Linked DNA regions of Danio rerio: region 2 is linked to region 1. The links are chromatin contacts, called in public HiChIP or PLAC-seq maps. All regions are on one chromosome and are shown on one strand. The core of a region is the stretch at or near the end of the contact, and the rest is flanking DNA. Distances in the headings are between cores, read along the strand shown.

Region 1 (5,830 bases), core at 978-3,477:
TTTTCCGGTTTGTTTACTCTTTAGACCGTGATCAATATCGACTTTGTCGGATGACTTAAGCTTGCATTCTGCTGAGCTGCTAGATAGCAAGTCTGCTGAAAAATTAGAACAGGGGTCATATTCCAAATCAGTCTTGGGTCTGGCACGGTCAACCACATACTTCTGACCACTAGTTGAGCAAACAGGCTTTTTGGATTTCAAATGGTTACCATTTTGGTCTTTAGGCCTACTTTTGGTGGTTCGCAAATATTTTCCAGAGCATTGGCCTGTTTGTGTGAGAGACTGTGATGTCTGATACTGAGACAGTCTTTTTTGTTCTTTCTCCACCTCACTCCTCACCGCCTCGATTTCTTTGTTGATTCTCTCCAGTTCCTCAAGACAAGCATAATTGTCCTCGGTGGTGTGAAAGGATCCATTGGCAGAAGTCACTTTAGGATCTCCAAGACCTAAATGTGAAGCAGAGAAAAAAAAATTGCAAAACAATGCTTTGAAGTATACCATCGCTGCACAGATGTTCCTTCTGTTATGCATGCTGTAATGGCAGAATTTGAGCACACACATTTGAGAGATTACTTGGAAAATTAAGAGCTTTGCAATAATAAAACCATTTTAATGAGTGTGGATTGAATGAATGAGGGGGAAACAGCTAATTTGATTTAAATGCCAGTATAATGAAATGCTTTGAATTATTTTATGCTGTGCATTTGGGGAAAATAAACTCATTTTCAGAAATATACAAGGCACATAAACCTTAGTGGATCTTATAATGGGTAATCTTAATTTCTTAGAATTGTTTTTTTCAGTTTTCTGACTCAGCAGTTCCCTCTGAAAATTTCGAATAGTTATACATTAATAAGCAAGAGGCCCTAAATATAAGCGCAATTATAACGATCACTATACACAATATATAACTGCACAATTATATAAACACATGCTTTGAAATGTGCACATTCAGTAAGGGGTCTATAGTTCACAATGAAAAATGCTGGGTTCTTGTAATCTAAAGTTGGTCCAAATTTGGACAAACTTAACCATTGAGTTAAAAAGTGTCATTTAAAATATTAATTAAAAAAAAATAAAAAAAATAATAAAAAAAAGAGTCAATGTTGTCCATTTCTGACAAAACATTGAGTTATAACCAACCATTTGTGTGCATGCATGTAACAAAATTCCTATTTTTTTCCCCAAAATTGGAAACTACTGTAAATGCTCAATCTAAATAATAATAGATTTTAACACATTTATAGATCTCTTTTTACAATCTAATCTGTAAACTAGTGCACAGTTTACGGTTATATGAAGCATGTTTTTTTTTTTTTTCATTATTATTTTATACAGGAGTCATCTGCATTTTGATATACAGTTTATATTGTGTTTTTAATTTAAGTATACCAGAACCTATTTTTCTGTCAATTTTTTAACATTGTAACGCACTGACCAACTTATCTTAAATAAGCCACATATATTATGTCCATCTAGGCTTCTTTCAGTGTGATGTGTTGGTGACATGCAAGCAGTTGAATAGCTATTTACTTCGTTTTGTGTAGGCTAGTAATTCACATTTTAGTCACTTTTTTAAAGTTACCATATGAATTTGCAAACAGCTAGATTTGATGCATGATTATTAAAGTAATTAATTTAATTTCGAGGCTAATCACGTTGCAAGGTTTGAACTGACGCAAACGAGTCTCCACTCGAATTTGTTTAGAATTGTTTAGACGTGCGAATGACTGAATTGTTTAGAACTGTGAATCAGTTTGACTAATGAAATTTAAATGAATCATTTAAATGAAAGTAAAACATCGTTAGTGATAGCAGCATAGCAATAAACTTAAAACAGTAACGTTAACGTTAGTATAACTGTCAAAGTGAATCATGTGTGTTTACCTTTGGTATTCATCACGTCAGAAGAACTGTCTTTGCTGTGATTGTACAAACAATAAGGTCGTTGACATCGTCCAGACTGAAGAAAGGGACAATCTATTTCATCGAAGAGAGCTGTGGAAGGAAACATTCCGCTGACGAGATACCAAATTATTGTACTGTTCACTGTCTGTAAAACGCAATTTCTCTGTTTCTTGTTGTATTCAACATATGTGACACGACGAGATCTGATGACATTTTCTTTAAGGCGGTGGAAAGGGGGGACAAACTCAGTATGAAAAAGGGTGACCTCGCAAAAAAGTAGCTGATAACTTTAACACTTGTGAACTGGAGAGACAGGCTACTTCACCAGCTGGTAGCGCGAGTGTTTTAATTAGTTAATTTCCAGGTGTGGCTGATTGATTGTTCGGCTTTGTAGCGATTCTATTTCGCGAGTTGTTCAATTGAACCGAATCTTTAAAAATATAGGTGCGTTCAGGGCTTATTGTGGAATTCTGATCCAGCACCTCATTTTACCGATCCCTTTTTTTTATTGACTTCAATAACAAACATACAAAATTCAATGTACACAAAAGAACACAATGACAATAACAGATCATTTTACCGATCCCTCGCCTCAAAGTTGCAACTATGTCATCACATGGCATCATCACCAATTTTTATTTTTTTTTATAACAACAAAAGATTTAAAGTACAAATAAAACAAAACACAGTCTCTACGAACTAGTTCATTTTTTTAACAATAAGGGAATTATGAATTAAATATAGCATGAAGGAAATAAGGGAAAACAAAAGGGTATAAACATTCATTCATTCATTCATTTTCTTGTCGGCGTGGTCCCTTCATTAATCCGGGGTCGCCACAGCAGAATGAACCGCCAACTTATCCAGAACGTTTTTACGCAGCGGATGCCCTTCCAGCCACAGCCCATCTCTGGGAAGCATCCACACACACACACACACACACACACACACACACCAATTTAGCCTACCCAATTCAACTGTACCGCATGTCTTTGGACTGTGGGGGAAAGCGGAGCACCCGGAGGAAACTCACGCAAACGCAAGGAGAACATGCAAACTCCTCACAGAAACACCATCTGAGCCGAGGTTTGAAACCAAACATCACTCTTTAGGCTAATACTTCTTGTTTGAATGTGCTAAAAGGGAGTTTGCATTTACGTACATTTTTACTATAAAATTTCCAATATATTTACAATTTTCCAATATAATGTATTTATAATGTAATTCTTTGAAATTTGTGAATCGGTCTAATTTGTCTAAAATTTGTCTAAAAATAAACCCGAAACACGCGTGGTTGTTATGCTCTGAACTCAGCCAATCATGAACGTATATCGCGTTTGAGGCAGGGTGAATTTGGGTAATCTGGGACACTTTTCGCAATTTTGACATCACTTTTATTTTAATGTCTATCTAGAACAACATGCTAGACTTAGGCCTAAAATATTTTCTAACGACCTGAAAAAACATAATATAAGCCCCTTTCAAACAAATGTTATTGTGCCACACCTATAGTTTATTTAAAAAAAAAGAAAGAAAGAAAATCTGCCTGAATTTGATAATCTGGGACTTACGTTTTTGGGCTGAAAAAGTATATATTTGCAATATTTATGGATGCCAAACACAATTTTACCTATTTTTAAAAAGTGAGTGTGTGTATGTGAGTGTGAGTATGTGTGAGAGAGAGACTGTGTTTGTGTGTGTGTGTGTGTGTGTGTGTGTGTGTGTGTGTGTGTGTGTGTTTAAGTGAGTGGGAGTATGTCTGTGTGAGTAAGTTTGTGAGTGAGTTTGTGTACAGAACATTGTACACATGTACAAGTCTCTAAATGCATATTTCTTCCATTCGAAGGCTGTCCCAGATTACCCAAATCATGCTGTCCTACATTATCAATTATGATAATGTGGGACAACAAAAAAAATTTTTAAATCTTTTTTTAAAAAACAAACATTTTCAACACTTTATTACATATTTTGTTACTTCAATATATTCAAACCATAATTTGACAACAATTGGGAACATTGTCTTGATTATGACAGGTTTATGTCCTTAACATTAATTTAGTCAGAATCCTATGTCACTGACCTTGTCATCTAATTGTGTCTAGATCTTCCTGATTGACAAGTGTCCTGAATTTTGTTGGAATTCACCCTACTGAACACAAATTCACCCTATACTGTTGTTTGTATTGTAAACAAAATTTAAAAACACAGATCTACTTAAAAGAGCAGGCTAAATAATTAATCACCACTGTAAAAGGAATTAGCTGATGAAAATGTAAAAGTTTAAAATTAGTTTTATTTATATTTATAATAAAAACTATTATTTTAATCTTTAGTATGTTATTTGGCAGTTTACACAATTCTTTAATTGTCTAAAGTAGCAGAAGACCCTAACCTAAGTTTTAATAACAACACTGCATTACAACAAGACTATTCTTTGACATTATGGGTGTCCAGAACATCTGATATTGTCTGTTTGTGCATATTGTTTTGAGCTGTGCTGTCATCAGTGTATACAATGACCTGTGGAAATGTGTTCTTTATCAAACTCTAAAAATAGATATAAAACTTAAATTTTAATTAAACTTTAATTAATAATAAAAATCCTGTTGCCTATATAACATTTGAAGCTGCATGTAGTCATGCTACAACTATTGTTCCATTTTTAGGTGGGTAAATAATGAAAAGTATACACTGTAAATATTAAACCAAACCACATTTCTAGACAAGGATAAAATTAATTAGAATTACATTTGATACATTTGTAAGGCAAATGGTGGATGAAGACAACAGTGGATTTGTTGCTTAAATACTAGATATCTTTTTAAATATAACTTTCATGGCATGCAATTGTCAAAGTCTTTATGTTTTTTAGTTTAACATGATCATGAAGGCCGTTGGGGCACTTTGACAAGCGCGCCGCCACATTCCTATCTTTTGTTTAAATTTTTAATTTCTGTAAATTTATGATGTTATTACATTGTGCTCTACAGGGACTGTTGGTCTCACAGACAGCCAGCAGCTGAATTCACTTTGGCTGGCAAAAGCGAGCAATTAGACCCGGGATTAAAAAGGATTGAGTTTAGAGGCCTGAGGAGAGTTTGCCTGCCATCTCGAGACACTCCATTACCATCAAGAACACAAGCCATGCTGAGTTACCGCTGGAGGGTAGGCAGAAAAAAAGCCACGCGGCACTGCCAGGAAACACATTTGTATCTGAAGAGGTTGAGCCTGACATCAACATTTGGGAGAAATGGTAGGCTGTAACCAGTGGGATCGTGGCCTGATCAAACCCTGATTTTGGGACAGAGAGCAGATGGAATTCATTAAGCCAACACTGGCGGCGGGCTGCTTTTCACCAAGTCATTCAGGGAAAAACAGAGCTATTCGATACCATCATTCAATAGTTGCTAAGAATAATTATTCACTCAAATGTATTACCACAGGTCAATTGAATTCCTCTCTCTTATTTCTTAAGCAGATTCTTTTCAAAAGCAGTTGTAGCCGAGGGGGCTGTGCATTTTCACACACAAAACCATTTCTGTAATGTTTTAGTGTTCATTTGGCCTCCCATTAAATTTAAAAATAAAGCTAGCCCCTTAACAGTCCTGAAAGTATAATTCACCAAAAAATCTAATTCATCTTCCCATATTAAAAATCTGCTCTAGTGTATTGAACTATTACAGTAATTGAATTAATCTTTTGCGATTATTCTATTGTTGCCATATTAATACATCAATTTAGCCAATACACAAAGAATTGTGCAACTATCCCACTACAATACAACATAGTTTTATTTATTCATTTATTTTCTTTCCCATCACTGTGAAACACCTAAATATTTTCATTCACACACATCATACGCTACAGACAATTTAGCTTACCGTATTCACCCATACCACGTCTTTGAACTTGTGGAGGAAAC
Region 2 (6,403 bases), core at 2,123-4,622, 210 kb before region 1:
TTTCAAAACAATATTAAGCACAGCACCATTTCAACTCCATTATAAAACCAAAATTATCCCAATCAATGTAAACTTGCACCATAAAAAGCACTTAGTTTGCTTTACTTTAAAAAAATGAGCAAGCACTAAAATCACTTTTCAAAGTCAACTTGTAGCTTTTAAGGTACTTTTCACTTTTTATTAAAAAAAAAAAAAAGTAAAGCAACTAATAGTTTTTTACAATGTATGAATTCTTTCTAAACATAGGTTATCAAGTTATCTTGTTAAATGATATTTATATTACAATGTATTTTGCAGAAAAACAGAAAAATCTGCCATTTTTTTTCAATATCGTGCAGGCCTATTTCAGTATATTGACTTACTCCTGTTTATATTTTATAATAAAAGTAGAAGTATAGTAATTAAGAATAGTTGTTGTTAATTTTTACATAGATTTGATTTCATATTTTAAACGTCAACCAATATTAATTTCCTTTTTAGTTGATGCAAACTCCACTCTTGCTTTAACAAGTGGAAATAAAACACTGGGGAAAAAAATCAAAGGGTCTTTAATATTGATTTAGACAATAAAATGCATGGAAATCAAAAAGTTTGATAACAAATATCCAAGTGTAAGAAAATGGTGGCAATACTAAAGGAAGGTTTCAGACTAAAAGCCTTAGATCAAGAGCAGGATACAGCAACTGAGGTAAAGTTGGTTTTATATTCGCACATTTATTTAACGACAACTTGCGACACGCTCCCTATATTGTTTCCCACGGTACTTTGAATATTTGATTTGAAATCATAAGTAAGTTTGACATGAAAACAACATAGTACTATCTATTTGACTGTGAACAATGTTGTACTTTTATAGTCATTTGCTGATATGATTTTACTATTTAGAATTTTCAAAGAATACTTTTCTAAAATTATATTATTAAGAAAAAAAGTGAGAATATGTGAATACAGGGCTCAACAATAAGGACTGCCCAATGGCCCGGGGCTAGTGTGCGAGATGCTAGGGACATTAAACAGGACCGTTACTGGCCTAATCAGGTCTTAAAATTAAGAAACTGTTATTTCAAGCCTTTAAATACTACCTTCTCAGTGAAGTTGTAAACACCATATTGCTTTTCGCTTCCTCTTATGTGATTGGATGATGTGAGCATGTTATTTTTTTCTAAAACTTGGTAAAAACCAGTACAGCAAAGAGGCGGCAACTTCAAATTATTAAGCTAAAAGAAAACGTCTGTTTCTAATGTCTTGGGTACAACATGACGAAAAAAATGTGATGTTCTGCACAGTTTGCCGCAAGTTTGGCAAGTCAGCCACATTTTGTTAAATAATTTTAAAGTGCAATAAAATACCTGCACATTTTCTATTATTTTTTTGTTTGTTTGTTTGTCTGCATTACACTATAAATTTTGCTTATTTTAGATTTATTAGCATTAAATGCTACATTCGCAGATGTTATTTTTGACAGAACATTTAAAATATGTGGCTAGGATATTTTTTATTACAGCTTTTCTCAGTCGCTTTTGTGCGTTTCTCACAAAACTAGTGCATTTCTGCACAACAGTTAATGCATTTCTCAAAACAATTAGTTTAAACTGCAAAACCTAGATGATAAACTGCAAAAATGCGTCACATGCTCAAAATGGATAGTTCATTCCTCAAAAGCAAGTATTGATGTTAATCAAAGTGCCAGTATCATCAAAATGAAAAGTCCTGACACCATTGTTTATGAACAAGATAGTCACATGGCTTTGTCCTGTTTTCATGATGACAGTTTACTCTGTACATTTTTTCAATGCAAAAAAAGTCAGATTTTGTTGACACTTCCTGAAAATGCTCAAGACAACACTGCATACTATTTGCACAGCCATTTGAAAACTACAGTAAAGTTAGACATCACTGCATTTAGTGAGGAATCGGAGTACAACAAACTGAATATGTATGTTTCACATTTTAACTGTATATACTCTTTGCAATTCTAATTTATTCACACCATTGTGCAAAAGAATACATACACCCTTATTTACAACAAACAAACTCCCTTTGGGTAGAGTTGTGCACAACTGTACACAATATTGCAAAACATATAGGAACTGAAACTAAAATACACACAAGTCTATAAATCAATCATGAAATTGTTCAATTTTTTAGACATTATCAGGAAAATAAAGATTTAATTTTTTTTATAAAATATTGCTTAACAGATTTTGACAACTAGTTCAACATTTTTGTATGTAATGACTCAAGTAATGAAATGAAAACTATTTGTTTTATATGGAATGACTACTCAGAATTCACAAGTTTAGTTGACATAAGCAGATGATAATGTTATAAATATCAGAGAGTTGTATGAAAGTAATTGATGCATGTCCAAAAGCATCTGCAATGTGTTGGAAGGAATGAGAAACTGCTAATAGGATGTGCACAAATGACTAATTATTTTGAGAAATGCATTAACTGTTGTGCAAATGTAAATAGTGCTGTGAGAAATGCACCAAAGCCACTGAGAAAAACTGTAACTTGTTATATTTGGTCAGACCAGTGAAAAGTTTCGGGCCAGTAAAAAAAAAATCTTTAGCGTTGAATCCTGGAATATAAAACTTACTTTACCTGACACAACTTTATCCATATTTAACTTGCATGTGGCAGTGAACTTGTAATAAATTACAATAAGGAAATTATGTTGTTTTCTTCAAGATTGACTTCCAAACCATCCTATTTTATTACCTCCAACACAACAAATATGATCAGTCCCTTCATGCATACCCTCGATAACTTGTAAATGATAAATGTAAAATACAAACATAAAAACAACCGCATATTTCAGTTTGTACCTCTGTAATCGACACCAGAGTTCAGTTTCACCACCACTGGCCTCCCAATGATCTGCTTCAGGAAATCACTTGGTGTCTGCTTTCGGAGACTCATTTTAGCTGAAAATGAATGACAATGAAGTTTATGAATAGCTCTTATAAAAATGAACCATGGCTGCATTGTTAACAAAAAGGATGTGACAATAACAACAAAACGTACTAAAGACGTTTATTTTAAACCACATAAGGGGTTTCCAGAAGAGGTTTAACCTTATTTGTTTGGAAATTGCCGGTGAACGTTATCGATAAGCGGCTAATTTAGCATGCTAGCATTCCAACCCAACGTATCACTTAATAAACGTGTCATCGTATATCTAGCAAGGTAACTACAGTGCTGCAGTTTTTTAAAACCCCACTAACGTCGAATGCATTCTTATATTAAAGCATACAACATTTAACGTTATTTACCTATGTCGTTTAGCAACGTTAACCGCACGTTTCGACTGAGCGACTGCTGACCAATGAGCTCGTCCGCTTATTCTAGTTCCATGGTGTGTACACCATTCAGCCAACCAGATGCTTCGTTAGAAAGCCAGTGTACGGAAGCCGACAAGATAGCGTTATCTCCTTTGACAAAGAATGCGTAGTGGAAAAAAGAGCCAGATCGACGGTGGCAGTAAAGACGGGGAATCGTCGCTTTTGCTACATTAGGACATAAAATCGTTAGACAAACAGAAGAATGACAGATGAGCTGATAAAAATGGACGAACAAACAGACGTATAGAAACCTAGACTGACAGACAGACAGACAGACAGACAGACAGACAGACAGACAGACAGACAGACAGACAGACAGACAGATAGATAGATAGATAGATAGATAGATAGATAGATAGATAGATAGATAGATAGATAGTCTGTCTGTTTGTCAAAGTATTTTGTGTACATTGTGTATAATAAGCAACTTCAGGTTGTAGTTGAGGTGTGGCTAAAACATGTAGGAAAAAAGAAGATCCTGTATAGCCAAAAGAGAGAGAGGGAGATGGGGAAGAAAAAGCTGTCTTTTGTTCACAGGCAGAGGAGGGGATGCACCTGAGAGACAGAATCATAAAGCACTTCTGGCGCATCCAGACAGTTTGCTTGTTAGCAGGGCATTGGTAGCCCTGAGGAGGCTAGAGGTTAATTTGGTATCTGGTGCTGTGTTAAACTAAGGTCAGCGCTACAAGTCCTTAAGTCATAAACAAGTGTGGTTAAGAGCCGTGTACACACCTAGGCACGAGTTAATGAATATTCAATGAGTATTTTTCCCCTTGTTGCCAGAGTTCACATCCTAAAGGAGGGTTAAGAGAGAAAAATGTGATCTAATGCATTTTCCTATCAAAGCAATCATTCATTTAAGGAAAAAAAGGAAAGAAATTGAACGAGTTTACAGATTTTTCGGTTGTGGCACACAGCACCGGGATTTTCAGTTGTAAACAAATATGGAATATCATGACAAGGAAGCTGACACAAGCACTATGATGCTTTCTTGACTACTGGAAAAGCGTGAATGGCTTGGCTTGTTAAGCGATACTGAATAAAACACAATAGAGCTCTACAGACACAGAAAGCATTTCACAAGCTTTTTATCTTTCAGTTTTGCCTGTTGCTTGGTAGAAGATGATTCTGTCCGTCTCACATAAAGAGGGCATTTTAACCTTAATGTGCTGTCCTTCAAAAAGTTTTCAACTTAACATTTTGTAGACTGATGTGAATGTGCATAAAATTTTGACTGGGAACAAATAAAAAAAGCATTTGCTTTTCCTCAGTCAGCACAGACAATCCACTCTCACCGCAAGCCTGTGAATAACCCCACAGCTCCTATGAAAACAGTAGCGTGTTGGTAATAACCGCCCAGTGATGCCAGATGGGACTGTTTTCACCCTGCCTTCAAGACGCTGGTGAGCTCAGATGGACAGTGGCACAGTTGATTTGCTGGTACAACCCGCCTCACCTTTCTAAGCCCCCAAAGACCTGAGAGGGAGTGGAGGAAAAATGAAAAGATTACAGAGGCAGCTTCACTAGGGTTGGGGGTGGGTCAGGCTGAGGGGTGTCAGATGCGAGGGGAGGGGGCTCCGTCGGTTGCCGCAGGCTGCTTCGAGGAAAGGAGAGTCTAGACTAGGCTGACCTTTGCGAGCCAGGGCTTTCTCTACGGGTCAAGTTGGATATGGAGGGGGGATAATGGAAAAACCTCAAGGGAGTTTTCGAATGAAATCCAGATTGGCTGCCGGCATGTAGTTTTTCTCCTCCCCTTCCCGCTCCCTAATCCCTGCACTGCATGGGGGTAATAGTGTGGAAATGATGGGGGGAGTGTCGCCTTGATCAAAAATGAGCAGTGGAACCTAGTCACCCCATTCTAACACCCAGATTCATGCCCACTATATATATAAATATATCTGCGCATGCAACCACTGCAGGCCAGGTTATCCAATGCGATTCCAGGCACCGGCTGCAGCCTCTAGACCTTTGTCAAATACCTTGCTGAAATGATTTAGGAGAGCTGCCGCATATTCGCATTCTTATATAAGGTTCTTGAAATGAGCTGAAGCCAATGTATGAGATTTAGGAATTTGTTAGATGTATTTGCTTTGACATATTTGACATTGGTTCAGTCTTATCACCTTGCTAGAAAAAAATATCTCCAGTCCCAAAGAAAAAAATAATCTCATAATATTTGAGGTTTAAAGCAAAAGTTATTTTTGCTTTAAAATCTTGAATGCTTGGAAAAATGTGCCATTTAGGGGTGTAACCCTGAGAGAAAAACAGTTTTCAAGTGTTCACAGTGAGCCTATGCTGTGGAGTATAAGTGCTAATTGCTAATTAAATGGCTAATTGCTAATTAAAGCTAATGAGATTCCTCTGGGTTCTCAGTGCACTCCGCCATTTTGAGCGTGGCTAATGTACAGTGCCTTGCTAAAGCATTCAGACACTTAACCAGAGTTCTTATTGAATTACATGATAAATACAAAAATTAGGCTATGCCTACACTAATCCAGATACATTTGAAAATGCATATTTTCCTTATGGCCTTCCATCAAACCTGAGTTAGTTGAAGATTGAAAACATTTCAGCTATGGAATAAATTCTACATTCCAAAAAAATTAAAGGACGCCTGAAAATCATTTTTTGTGTGCTAGACAGAACTGTGTGCAAGTATAGTGTGTTCACAGTAATATTGGGGGTGATAAGACAATAAGTCTCCTTTTTTAATTTCTTGAAGTTAAATTTATAATCATATCAGCAAGACAGGATGTGTGCAAAGCAACTGGGATCTGTTCAGCGTGCTGTGATCATTAATCATCATGAATTACAGCAATTGTACCGTCTTTATCACCACAGCCGCATGTCAGTACTCTTAATTATAAAAGTAGATGCTTCAATCCCAGTTTGTGGACTTTAAATCAATTTTATTTTATACATTAACATAACGGATATAAATACAGCAGTGGAAATTAAAGTCCCAGGTAGCAAAGAATTCTGGCCCAGATTTGGCATAAAGTTGGCACAGCAGGTATTCGTCCGGCACTGGCATGCAGCATGTGGGCCCTGGTTTG

The links. HiChIP or PLAC-seq counts read pairs in DNA pulled down with a chosen protein or histone mark.
Region 2: an H3K4me3 HiChIP or PLAC-seq map of embryo shows a contact between it and region 1, with 2.9 times the contacts expected there. The contact joins the promoter of lsm6 here to the promoter of zgc:152968 in region 1. A contact is called at or near these places in 2 of 4 datasets of contacts at active chromatin or transcription factors (caudal fin and embryo).

The regions. Positions count from the first base shown.
Region 1 is chr1:39,134,578-39,140,407 of GRCz12tu, reverse strand. It overlaps zgc:152968, which reads right to left and starts at 2,227. Exons shown (of 17, transcript NM_001327755.1): 1 at 1,888-2,227; 2 at 1-446. The coding sequence starts at 2,014.
Region 2 is chr1:39,342,924-39,349,326 of GRCz12tu, reverse strand. It overlaps lsm6 (LSM6 homolog, U6 small nuclear RNA and mRNA degradation associated), which reads right to left and starts at 3,372. Exons shown (of 4, transcript NM_001002077.2): 1 at 3,279-3,372; 2 at 2,832-2,930. The coding sequence starts at 2,925.